4 separate regions of the Mus musculus genome follow, and all the other regions are linked to region 2. Evidence: chromatin contacts called from public Hi-C and HiChIP or PLAC-seq data. All regions are on one chromosome and are shown on one strand. Each heading gives the region's core, a stretch centred on a gene start, on an enhancer-like site or on the middle of the called end of the contact. The rest is flanking DNA. Distances are from core to core; before and after follow the strand shown. Region 1 overlaps Pde7b (phosphodiesterase 7B). Region 2 has its middle 33 kb from the start of Ahi1. Region 3 overlaps Pde7b (phosphodiesterase 7B). Region 4 has its middle 42 kb from the start of Pde7b.

Region 1 (2,700 bases), core at 74-2,573, 480 kb before region 2:
ATTTATGGTAAAAGCCCATCACAAAGTGGTGGTTTTTGGGACCACTGAGGAGATGTGGGCTGGGTTTTTTTTTTTTTCTTCTGGCCTCATGCAGCCTTAAAAAAAAATCAGTGAACTATGAAAGGAAATATCAGAAAATCCACATCTCTTTTCATGGATGTGATAAGATTTTCAGAGCTGACACCGAAAACGTTAGTATACATAATTTGCATTCATATTGTGAAGGATTCCTAACACTGGGTACTTTGGTGCTTAGCAATATGCTGACTCGGCATCTCCCAATGGCTGAGGAGGCAACTAGGTCTTGCTTTACCTTTGGCTCCTTCAGGTAACAGTGCATGGCCTGGGTGACGTCGGCTGCGTGAACAGCATTGTGGTATGGGTTGTGACCGTGGTAATCTTCCTGAACCATAACTAGGAGGAAACAGAAAGCTTAGTCAGCTAACATCAAGGTAAGAATGGCATAGCAGGTAAGACTGATTTGAGGTGCTTCTTGCTTAAAAGTATCAGAGCTTCTAAAGTGCACAGTCTGAGGAATCCTTTAAAAAAGAAGGTGGGTTGCAAGCCTTGCCTGGCATCTTGGGTGTTTGTAATGGGGAGGAAAGGGAGAGAAAGGCCAGAAGGATCTGTGCAGTTTTGGGGACTTCTCACCTCTTCCACAGATCACCCCTTTCTGGCATCTCATGAAGGCTCTCATTCACAGGAAAGATAAATATGGAGGGAAAAGGACTACTTTATTTCATACCATCTTTCAGTTATCTAAAGTCTGTTGCCATTAGTCATGTGCCATAGATGATGCTCTCTTTCAGCGTCCTTGTGTTTTGGGTTCCTGCTGTCTAGTGATTGGATTACCACGTGAATAACAAACAGTCATCAAAACAGATCTTAGCCTCCGGCAGGTAGCTATTCCAGAGCTGCACTGAGCCAAGTGGGGCCTCCTTGGTTCATGTCGCCCCTATTTGGAGCATCATCTTTCATGCCCCTCCAGTGCAAAGCAGGAAAGTACCACGTCCACGGAAGGCAATAGTTTTGGTTTGCTGCTTATAGGAGAAGCCAATACCTGCTTCAGCATGTAGCCAAGTCAATGCTTGGATGAAATATATTCAGTGTGTATAGAGTGTCCAGACTTACAATGGCCATATTCATTTAGTGTTGCTTCAAACCTGGCTCCAGATTCTGCTGTTAACTCAGATGCCAAGGCTGTATTTCCTACATGTTCTGGGGGCACACATGTGTCCAAAGAATCTGTATCTCTTTAGACCAATCAACATTATTTGGCCCCTTTCACGGCCATTACTTTGCTCAGGCAATTAGAGTGCAATCAGCCTGAGGTTGTTTATGCCTCTGGAAAGGAGCCAGTTTGTGGCTGGTTGGTTACACATGTCTCTGCTATGCTGCATGCACTTTTTTATTCAGTAGGCTTGTTTCATATCATATGTAAACTCCAGCTCTGACACTTACTGGTGATGTGCAAATTACTTAACCATAATCCTCAACTTTCTTATAACAATGCCCTGAGTCCAAGTGTCGCTGCCTTTGAATGGTCCATGTGTTAATGCATGCAGTCCTTGGAAGAGGATGCAGGAGATGTAAGTGCCATGCCTGGTGGCAGGAGCTGCTTTTACGTTCCTTCTGATGGTACCGAGTCAACTTTAGAATTCATGGTCACACTGTCACATGACAAGTGTGGTTTGAACCGGAAATGTACTAAATGGCAGAGGCAAGCAACCCAGTGACTAGGAATCTATTTTGGAGAATTCATATGAGGAGATAAGAAAATTCACAGAACCAAAGAGGAACTGGGCTGCTTTTAGAGAAAGACCCGTGGCTGCGGTGGTGGCGTGTGTAAAGATGGCGGGCTTTGACCTGCGTGTGACTTGAGGTCTATCGCTTACTAGTCATTAGCCTTGGGAAAGTAGTGAAACCTCTTGGTTGTCCTTTATAACTGGAACAAGTGGTGATAATAATGTCCAGCTTGTGGATTTCTTCAAACAATTAGAAGTCATTTACCTAAAGTGTTCCACCCACAGTGGTGGAATGTAAACTGTCGTTAATAATTCATTTTAAGGATTTTCAGCAAATTGTGTTGTGATCATCATTATCTCATTGGGATTCTATTAGTATAAGAGCATGTCAGAATTGTCTTGACACCTATATACCCTTGGTGGTCTTTTTATAGATCCTTAATGTATTGAAGCATAACACATTAAGCTAACAACTCATCAATGACTTAGGACCGATAAGTTATCGTTAAAAAGTAAGATTAAATCTATTAAGATTAATTTGAGGTCTTTTTTTTAAATCATGCTGTGGTTAACACTTTATTTATTGAAAATTATTTTTTTGAGGTTATAATATATTTACATCATTTTTACTTCCCTTTTCTTCCTTCAACCCCCCATATACTTTTCTTTACTCTCTTTCAAATTCTCTCTCTCTCTCTCTCTCTCTCACACACACACACACACACACACACACACACACACACACACACAAACACACACACACACATCCACACACCACACTGCACACACACACACACACACACACACACACACACACACACTCATATTCCTAAATGCACAAATACAACCTGCTGCAAATGTTACTTGTATGCATCATTTCAGGGCTGACTATTTGGTACTGAATAACCAACTAGTGTCCTTTTTTCCCTGGGAAGACTATCTCTCCCGTTCCCAG
Region 2 (2,700 bases), core at 199-2,698:
AGTGATGCAGTTAGCATTACAACATACGAACTGCCTCTGGGACAGGCACCAATGTTACTGAGATCTCTTGGCAAGAGCTCTATGGGGGGCAATGTAGTAATAGAGAAATGGTAACTATTTTATTAAACTGGCTCCCTTTTTAAAACTAAAAAGTTGAAAGTAAATCAAATAGCCTTCAAAGGGTGATTAAAGGCATTTTAAATTTTACTTTGTGCATTTTCTATGGTTTGATGCTTATCTACCAGGATTCAGGCTAGAATCTTAGTCCCCAAAATCCTAAGTTACTAGAATTTGAAGATGGAATTATATAAATTTTACTAGAGGAGCCTTTTATTATTAAACTTAAGTCTGCCAGGCAATATAACAACAATTCTGCATATGTTTCCTTATATCAAGAAGTAATATTAAAAGTATATTGAGATTGTGTCTCGTTTGCCTTTAACTTTTTCTTTAAGTGATGTTCTTGAGAAAGTGGAGAATTGTTTAAAGCTGCCCATTCAGAACAATTTAGAAAATGTCACATTCTCAAACTCCTTGTCACCTCCAGGTTCATTTACTGAGATCATTATTCCCTATAGATCAGAGTAGAAATAGGGTCTGGGAGCTGAAACACTGAGGTTGTTAGATTGTCTAGAGTTCATGGGAAAGGGAAAAGTTTGTTCCCAGACAGGTACATGGGGAAATGTTGTGAGGTGAAGGCAGGGATTAGAGTGGTATTTCTACAAGCAATGTCAGTCATCAGTCGACCCACACACCCAGAAGCATAGTGACGCCTGCAGAGTCATTATCTGTCACAGTCCTCTAAAGGAGCTCTGCCTCTAAACATAGACATTCTAGCCATTTCCAACCTTCCAGCTGAACACTGTAACATCAAATCTTTCCTGGATCTATACTTCAGGAATCTGTCCAGTAGATTTGGAACTGTATAGCTTCAATTTTTTCAAAACCTACTTTGATAATGGTCCTTAAACACTTTAACTTCTCTTCTAGCCCACCACCCAACAGAGACAGTGGAAAGGAAAGGTTCATAGGGCAAAGGGTCATGTGGGCCTATTGAGAAATAGTTCTGTTGGGTGGTCCCAACCTTCATTGTCGGGATACCAGCAGTTCAGTTCACATGAATCAGCAGCAGGAGCTCCATCTACTCACAAACACCATTCACAAAGCAGCAATAGCAGTTCAATCCAGAAGAAACCGCAAGGCTCTGCCAATTGGCCTTAGTCCCTGTAGGAGCTTCCGGAAGCTGCTGAATATCATGAGAAATTCATTAATGCATTTCTCTCTATGAAGTCAGTGAAGAAGGTAAGGTGAACCATTGCCACAGCATTGTCAGCAAAGCCCAACCAAGACAGGCAGAGAATGACAAGGTGAACCCTGGATACAGTGTCATCCACTCTCTATTGGGTTATATTTATACACTTCCCAAACATCACGGGTCCTCTAAAGCCTGCACGCTAGCAAAACACCACATGCCCTTTCTCTAGGCAGCTTCCTGAAAAAGACCACGTTCTCAGTAAAACATCCTCCCATGTGTCTACTTCAGCCAAACATCCTCTCATAAGACAGTTTCCAGAAAAACATCACATGACACAACTGAGTCTCCAAAGAAACCAGAAATTTCTACTTCAGGGTTGTCTAACTTTCACAAGTGAAAACTGTGTGAGTGTTTGTGTGTGTGTGTGTGTGTGTGTGTGTGTGTGTGTGTGTGTGTGTGTGTGTGTAGCCTTTCACATACACAAATTTCTCATGACCATATTTAAACTTCATAATCTGCCATTGCAGAACCCCCAAAAGGAAGGCCACATGACCACCTTTTCCAGGGCATGTACTGGCCTATGAAATCCACAATCCAGCCAAATGGAAATAAACTATGGTTTCTTGCATTCATAGTTTTGTGTGTATACTCAGTGCAGCAACACTACAGTATACAAAATAAGCAAGGCAAGATTGTGAAATGCAATCATGGTTTGATTTAAGAAGCATAATATTTATTTCAGAGTTTGATTCTCTCCTTTAAGTCTGTGCCAACCTGCCTCATTAAGACAGTCTCCCTTTAAACTGTGCCACAGATATAAATAATGTCCACCCCTTCAGGTAACAATGGCTCTGCTCCTCTTTGTAAACAAATGTCCATGGGCCTCCCCTGGGTCCACAGAAGCCCTGATTATCTTCCTTGGTTGCTCACATCTTCCTTGCTGTCTATAGGAGACTAGTAGACTAATGTCTCAGTCTGGACATTATTTACATTTTGGATCAGGAAATTCTTTGTCAGGCGTGAAGCTGTACTCTGTATATTGAGACTGTTAGTATCATCCTAAGCCTGCCCCCTGTAAATGCCAGAGATATGCCTTTCACTCCCTCCTCCACAAGCACAACCAAAAATGAAGTCCCCACCATCCACTTCCTCCTCCACAAATGCAATTTAAAACAAAACAAAACAAAACAAAACAAACAAACAAACAAAAACCCTGTCCCCAGAAATTGCTAAATAGCCTTTAGTATGCAAAAGAGTTTCCAGGTCAAGAATCACTGCCTGGGCAGTTTTCACCCTTCCTTGGGCCACAAAAGAATCAAACTCCCATTCTGTGTTGCAAGTGAAAAGCATTCACTGTGCTTCGCTGTGTCTGTTTTCTCACCTGGCTTTCCCCCAGGTGACGGATGGGAAAAACTGCAGCAGGAAATTGAGATTTTAGAAATAAG
Region 3 (2,700 bases), core at 46-2,545, 410 kb before region 2:
GACACACAGGCATGGGTTCACACTTGGGCACTTTGGGAGTCTCTGCAGGGTCCTAGCCTCATGCTGTGTTCTAGGAACAGTGCTTACACTGGGCAGAACAATGAAGCTGGGAGAACCTGTTTGTTCTTTTGGAAGGAATATTAGATTTCTTTACTCAACCTGCTGACCTCTCATGGACACTGTCTTAGTAAGGTCACTATTGAGAAGGCCTCCATTATCGATTTTTAGCAATAATTAGTAAGGGTCTCCAAACACTGTCATCTAAGTCAACATTTTCACCAAAATGCCAGTCATGGATTTGCAAATATTTCAAAAACACTTTTATTGTTTTGAAATAAAACAATAAAACAGGCCAACCCATTGTCACCAGGACATGCAAAGTATAACTCAGTTTTCTTTTTTTACATGAACGAAATCATTTTATAATCTCCATATGTTGGGAACTGATGTCACCAGTCTCTTGATTAAAGCAAGCAAGCAAGAAAGCAGGCAAACAGATCCAATGGTATAAAACTTGTTTTTGTTTTTCCCAATAATCTCTTCTTGTCTCGCAAGCCCCCTGCTGGAGAAACCTAGTCTTTTATTATTTGTTTGACAATATTCTCTACATTTGTCCCTTCTTTCCACTACTGTTACTTTCTTCATTTGATACTCTAATTACTCAAGAATTTCAAGCTTGAATTTCTCATATGTAAAACGAAAACAGTGTATGCCTGAAGACAAAAGCCAGGAAAAACTGAGTATTATTTTGAAAAAAAAGAAAAAAAAAAAGACTTTGCCTACACAAGAACCATGATTTAAACCCACTGACAGAAAAAAAAAATTTTTTTTTACAAGCATAGCAATTTCTGAACCATTAGATTCCCAATGCTACTACAAGGCAATTTCTTACCCATTTATCTTTATTGTGGTACAGGCTAAGTGCATGACTGGCCTTATGCTGACCACCACAGCCTCTTCAGAGTCGCTAATACTCGGCAGTTCTTGCCTCCCTTTCCAGATGGTCAGGAGATTAGTTTATTCATGCTTTAAATGCAGGGAGAACAGCAGAAGTTCAGATAGAGGAACGTTTGCTCCCAGCTGGCAAAGCTCTCCAGCGGGGACCGTTTGACCTCATAAGGAGCCGTAACTGCAGCAACTTAAGAGGAAACAGCAACAGCAGTGCCCATTGGGGAATGCAACTGAAAAACAGGAGGCAGGAGCTGCGTGGGGAGGGGCAGGAGTACATAAACACTTAAGGCCTCCGCATGACACCTTTGAGGGCTGCGTAATTCCCACTGACGTCAATTCCGTGCTGTGGATACTGTAAGACCACAGGAAAGAGCCTGACATTGCTTCACAGTTCCTCTCTCTCAGAGAGTGTAGTTCTCAGGCTAGCTTCGCTGGCAGCACAAGAGACTAGAGTTGCAAATTCAATGGCCCTTCTTCTCTGATAGACCATGAATCATAGACTCTGTGCCAGGCCGTCCAAACAATTCCTATTTATGCTACAGATTGAGAGCTGCTGCTGTGACCAAGGAGGGCAATAACTAGCACGCCACCAATAAACACTAAAAAATATACATTCATAAAAATGCACAAATAGGCTGAGAATTTGACTCCTACCCTTCCTCTCCTTCTTCCTGATATTATTTTGGTTGTTGAGATCAAGTCTTATGTGTCCTGGGCAGGCCTTGAACTCAGAACTGCCTCAGCCTAAGCACAGGCGCCTGCCTGCCTTGCTTTCTGTCTGTTCTATGTCTGATGCTCAGCAGCGCAAACCTCGGTAGACAGGTGTTTAAGTGGATGGAAGGGTCTTGTCATGACAAAAATTAAAAAATCTTCTATGTAGCAAATGAAGCCCTGACATGTTAGATTCCTTTGCGTGTTGGTTCTTTTTTTTCTTTTAAAAAATATTTATTTATTATATGTAAGTACACTGTAGCTGTCTTCAGGCACTCCAGAAGAGGGTATCAGATTTGGTTACAGATGGCTGTGAGCCACCACGTGGTTGCTGTGATTTGAACTCAGGACCTTTGTGGAAGAGCAGTCGGCGCTCTTAACTGCTGAGCCATCTCACCAGCCCCGCTTGTTGGTTCTTTCGGGAGGATCACTGAAATCCAGAGAACAGTGCACTGACCTGAGAGGTGATTTTTTTTTTCTTTTTCTTTTTGTAATGAGGATTAACTGTGCCACACGTAGAAAAGCCACTTCTTTTCGTTCCTTAAGAATATTGGTGCATACTTTAGGTGGGGGTAGAGAGTCTACTAATAAGTATTCTCCCTCAAAATGAATCTCAAATGAGTATTTGATTATTTAATGTTTTAATTACCCAATTGTTTTTGAAATCCTTCCAATCATGAGTCATCATCTTGAAGACTGTACTTCCTACTGTCCTTGACTGCAACTTTAGCTGTGCTCTAGGCATCGTTTTTCTCTCCCTCTCCCTTCACATTCTTCCCATTGCCCATCCCAGGCAGCTAAGCCACGACAGCCTCCCTGAAAGTGACACACTCTTCCATCTGACCCTGTCAAACTCTTGTCGCCTTACTGTCTGTCACTTTGCTGAAGCCCAGAGAACAGAATGCTGATCTGAGAAGCAACTTTTTGTAATGAGAAGTAAGTATGCCACACACATTTCCCCCTCTTTGTCCCTGTGCTGAGAGGTTCCACCTGACCTCACAGTGAGATAAACTTAAGCTACTTTTTAAACTCAGACCA
Region 4 (2,700 bases), core at 169-2,668, 330 kb before region 2:
GAAGGGGTTAATTTCATTCCAGCACACCTGAGACCTTGGTGATGTCCAGATGTCTAATTCCCTGAAGGAAGTCCATTTTGAAAGAGGTTACTCACAGTGGAACAAAGTTCCTTCCGTTCTCCGTCCTCTGTAGCCTTTGTGTGATTTCCCCTTGCATCTGTTTTATCTGTCTCTGTCTCTTTGTCTCTCTGTGTCTGTGTTTGTCTCTCTGTGTCTGTGTTTGTCTCTCTGTGTCTGTGTTTGTCTCTCTGTGTCTCTGTTTGTCTCTCTGTGTCTGTGTTTGTCTCTCTGTGTCTGTGTTTGTCTCTCTGTGTCTGTGTTTGTCTCTCTGTGTCTGTGTTTGTCTCTCTGTGTCTGTGTTTGTCTCTCTGTGTCTGTGTTTGTCTCTCTGTGTCTCTGTTTGTCTCTCTGTGTCTGTGTTTGTCTCTCTGTGTCTGTGTTTGTATCTGTCTGTCTCTCTCTCCATGTGAATGTATTAGGTTGAGGACAGGCAGGTAGGGTCATAGAAAGGTGAGACTCTCAGCTTTGTGTGGACACCAGGCACCTTATCTCAGTGTACCCTCACAGGGACCATTTTCATCCAACAACTCCAGAATACAGATTTATAACCATAGTAGGGAATCCTTTCCTCTTTCCTCTTATAAATCATCATCTGGCTTCCTATATGAATACTATACACATATGGAAATACATATGTGTATAGTAATTCCATATGGTAATACATATGGAAATATCTAGAATAAATTTGTATAAGACCCACCATGTGCTCAAATGTGGACATTGCTGGTCCTCAGGTTGGTCTTTTTAATTGGAAAATTAATACTAGCATTTGTCAATCAATTTCAGCAACTAGGTATGATTAACTGCTCAGAGTGCAAATGTCCATATCTCTTAGACTAGATGAAAGTCCTTTTCAATATTAACAGACCTGAGCTATGAGCTACTAAGTTCAAAGTCAACCTGAATATGTGCTGCCTTCTGAATGACATTACTGTAGGGTGTTTTTGCTTTTTGTTTTTTCTTTTTTAAACTAGGAGACTCCAATTTACTTCCAGGTCCTGTAATAAATAGCTTTGATGTCTTCGTCAGGGACCTGATATGCGTCATTCTCAACTCAAGCTTGCTGTGTTATCAACAGCCCTAGATGATGAACAGTCTTCCTGCAATTGTGTTCTTATTCAAAGCATTCCTCCTTCCCCCATTCGAGCTGGCCTTAGGTGGATGAAAGAATTGCCCAATGCACACTCTTAGGAGCATCTGGTTCAAAGAAAGATGGACCAAGCTGATTTGCTTTGTTTCTGTTTCTGCGGGTTTGCAGTGCACAGAGGAAGTCTGTTTCATAAGAGGTTACTGTCGGTGGGACTAAGTGCTTCTGGCTTGGCGAGTAAGCACTCACATATGGGAAATGAAGAAACCCGAGTAAACATTGAGTCTCCCCTGGCAGCAACCGCCCCTTTCCAAGATTTTCACGCCACTAGCAACATAAGGCAAAGTCCTGTAACATTTGGAAATGGATTCTGGGTGTTGCTACAAAAGATCAATACCTTTTTATCTTTAGTTGTCAGGGAGGCTCTGCAAGTCTACAGAGACCCACCAGTTTAAGGAGAGTAAGAGAAGTGCCTAAAGAATAGTTAGGAAGAATTTTACTGAACTGCTCACATTAGAGAGAGTTTCCCACTTAGGAAACTTCAATGCCTTGCCAACTTATTTAAATTGGACTTAAAACAATGTTTGCAGACTTTAAAATAAATTGAATAACAAGGGCATTGTGTTAGCCTTACATCAATGTGGAGAATCCAGGCATCTTACATGGCCCATCCTGTGGACCCCTCTGTTCACAGAATGAGCTAGCATTTCTTAGGAAATACATCAATTGATATCACACTCACCAAAATGTAATTTTAAGTGCAAAGGCTTAATATAACATTAATGCCTACGTGATTTTACATAGGAAATGGACAGGTCTCTTTGATCATCTTCTGTGATGGTTTACCTTGTTGACAAGCAGGATGGAGAATCACCCTAAATTCAGATTTCTGGCATGTGTGTGAGGAAGCACACTAGGTGACTTGGGGTGAAAAGACCCATTGTAACTGTAGGCAGCACAGTTCTTGGGATGGCTGTCCTGCACTGATTACAGGGAAGAGAGTGGGCCGAGTAGCTGTATTCCTTGCTCTTTGCTTCCTGGCTTCAGATGCCATGCAAGCAGCTGCCTCACTCTCATCACCGTGACCTCACGGCTGGGATGGACTGGCTCCTCAACCCGAGAGCCCAACGAGCCCCTTTCCCCTTAAGTGGTTCATGTTAGGTATTTGTCACAGCAGTGCCACAATGACTAACAAACTTCACTCCATTCTGAGTCGATTCAGCCCATGGTAGGTACAGCTAGCAATGACCCAGCATTGCGATCTGAATCCGTGGGTCCTTCAGACTTCCTGTAAGCTTGTACTTTTAATATTGCAGGACAGTGGGTGCAATGTCTGTCTGTTCTGTCATAAACATTTTTTTTTACTTACTAGAATAACTAAAACCATCCCACTCGATATTTATTTAAGTATACAATGTGCCTTCCTGAAGAAAAAAAATTACAAATATTTCATAGTTTTGATTAAAAGAGGTGACAAGTATCCAGGAGGCAGAAGAAGGGTACAAAATGGCATCTGTTACATTTGGCACAGGAAAAGAAAAGACCTTATCAGG

The links. Hi-C and Micro-C count contacts between places; a contact is called where the count stands out from the background. HiChIP or PLAC-seq counts read pairs in DNA pulled down with a chosen protein or histone mark.
Region 1: a contact with region 2 is called in a Hi-C map of bone marrow-derived macrophages, with 15 read pairs. The contact joins two enhancer-like sites.
Region 3: an H3K4me3 HiChIP or PLAC-seq map of bone marrow-derived macrophages shows a contact between it and region 2, with 5 times the contacts expected there. The contact joins two enhancer-like sites. A contact is called at or near these places in 1 of 15 datasets of contacts at CTCF or cohesin (pro-B cells), 24 of 484 Hi-C or Micro-C datasets (the AML12 cell line, B cells, the BV-2 cell line and 15 more), 4 of 115 datasets of contacts at active chromatin or transcription factors (bone marrow-derived dendritic cells, bone marrow-derived macrophages, fibro-adipogenic progenitors and 1 more) and 1 of 9 other capture datasets (embryonic stem cells).
Region 4: a Hi-C map of bone marrow-derived macrophages shows a contact between it and region 2, with 22 read pairs. The contact joins two enhancer-like sites. A contact is called at or near these places in 2 of 15 datasets of contacts at CTCF or cohesin (large pre-B cells and pro-B cells) and 6 of 484 Hi-C or Micro-C datasets (adipose-derived mesenchymal stem cells, bone marrow-derived macrophages, cerebral cortex and 2 more).

The regions. Positions count from the first base shown.
Region 1 is chr10:20,435,883-20,438,582 of GRCm38.p6, forward strand. It overlaps Pde7b (phosphodiesterase 7B), which reads right to left. Exons shown (of 12, transcript NM_001347366.1): 6 at 314-414. Among named protein-coding and RNA genes, the nearest start is that of Mtfr2, 89 kb to the left of the region's middle. Within about 2 kb of position 1,324, at least 25 of the 459 cell types and tissues checked have an H3K27ac peak or open chromatin away from gene starts, as enhancers often do. A contact at or near this core is called in bone marrow-derived macrophages, where this site is marked.
Region 2 is chr10:20,918,348-20,921,047 of GRCm38.p6, forward strand. No RefSeq gene overlaps it. Among named protein-coding and RNA genes, the nearest start is that of Ahi1, 33 kb to the right of the region's middle. Within about 2 kb of position 1,449, at least 3 of the 459 cell types and tissues checked have an H3K27ac peak or open chromatin away from gene starts, as enhancers often do. A contact at or near this core is called in bone marrow-derived macrophages, where this site is marked.
Region 3 is chr10:20,504,441-20,507,140 of GRCm38.p6, forward strand. All of the region lies in intron 1 of Pde7b (phosphodiesterase 7B), which reads right to left. Among named protein-coding and RNA genes, the nearest start is that of Pde7b, 43 kb to the right of the region's middle. Within about 2 kb of position 1,296, at least 43 of the 459 cell types and tissues checked have an H3K27ac peak or open chromatin away from gene starts, as enhancers often do. A contact at or near this core is called in bone marrow-derived macrophages, where this site is marked.
Region 4 is chr10:20,588,968-20,591,667 of GRCm38.p6, forward strand. It overlaps a transcript of Pde7b not described here. Among named protein-coding and RNA genes, the nearest start is that of Pde7b, 42 kb to the left of the region's middle. Within about 2 kb of position 1,419, at least 31 of the 459 cell types and tissues checked have an H3K27ac peak or open chromatin away from gene starts, as enhancers often do. A contact at or near this core is called in bone marrow-derived macrophages, where this site is marked.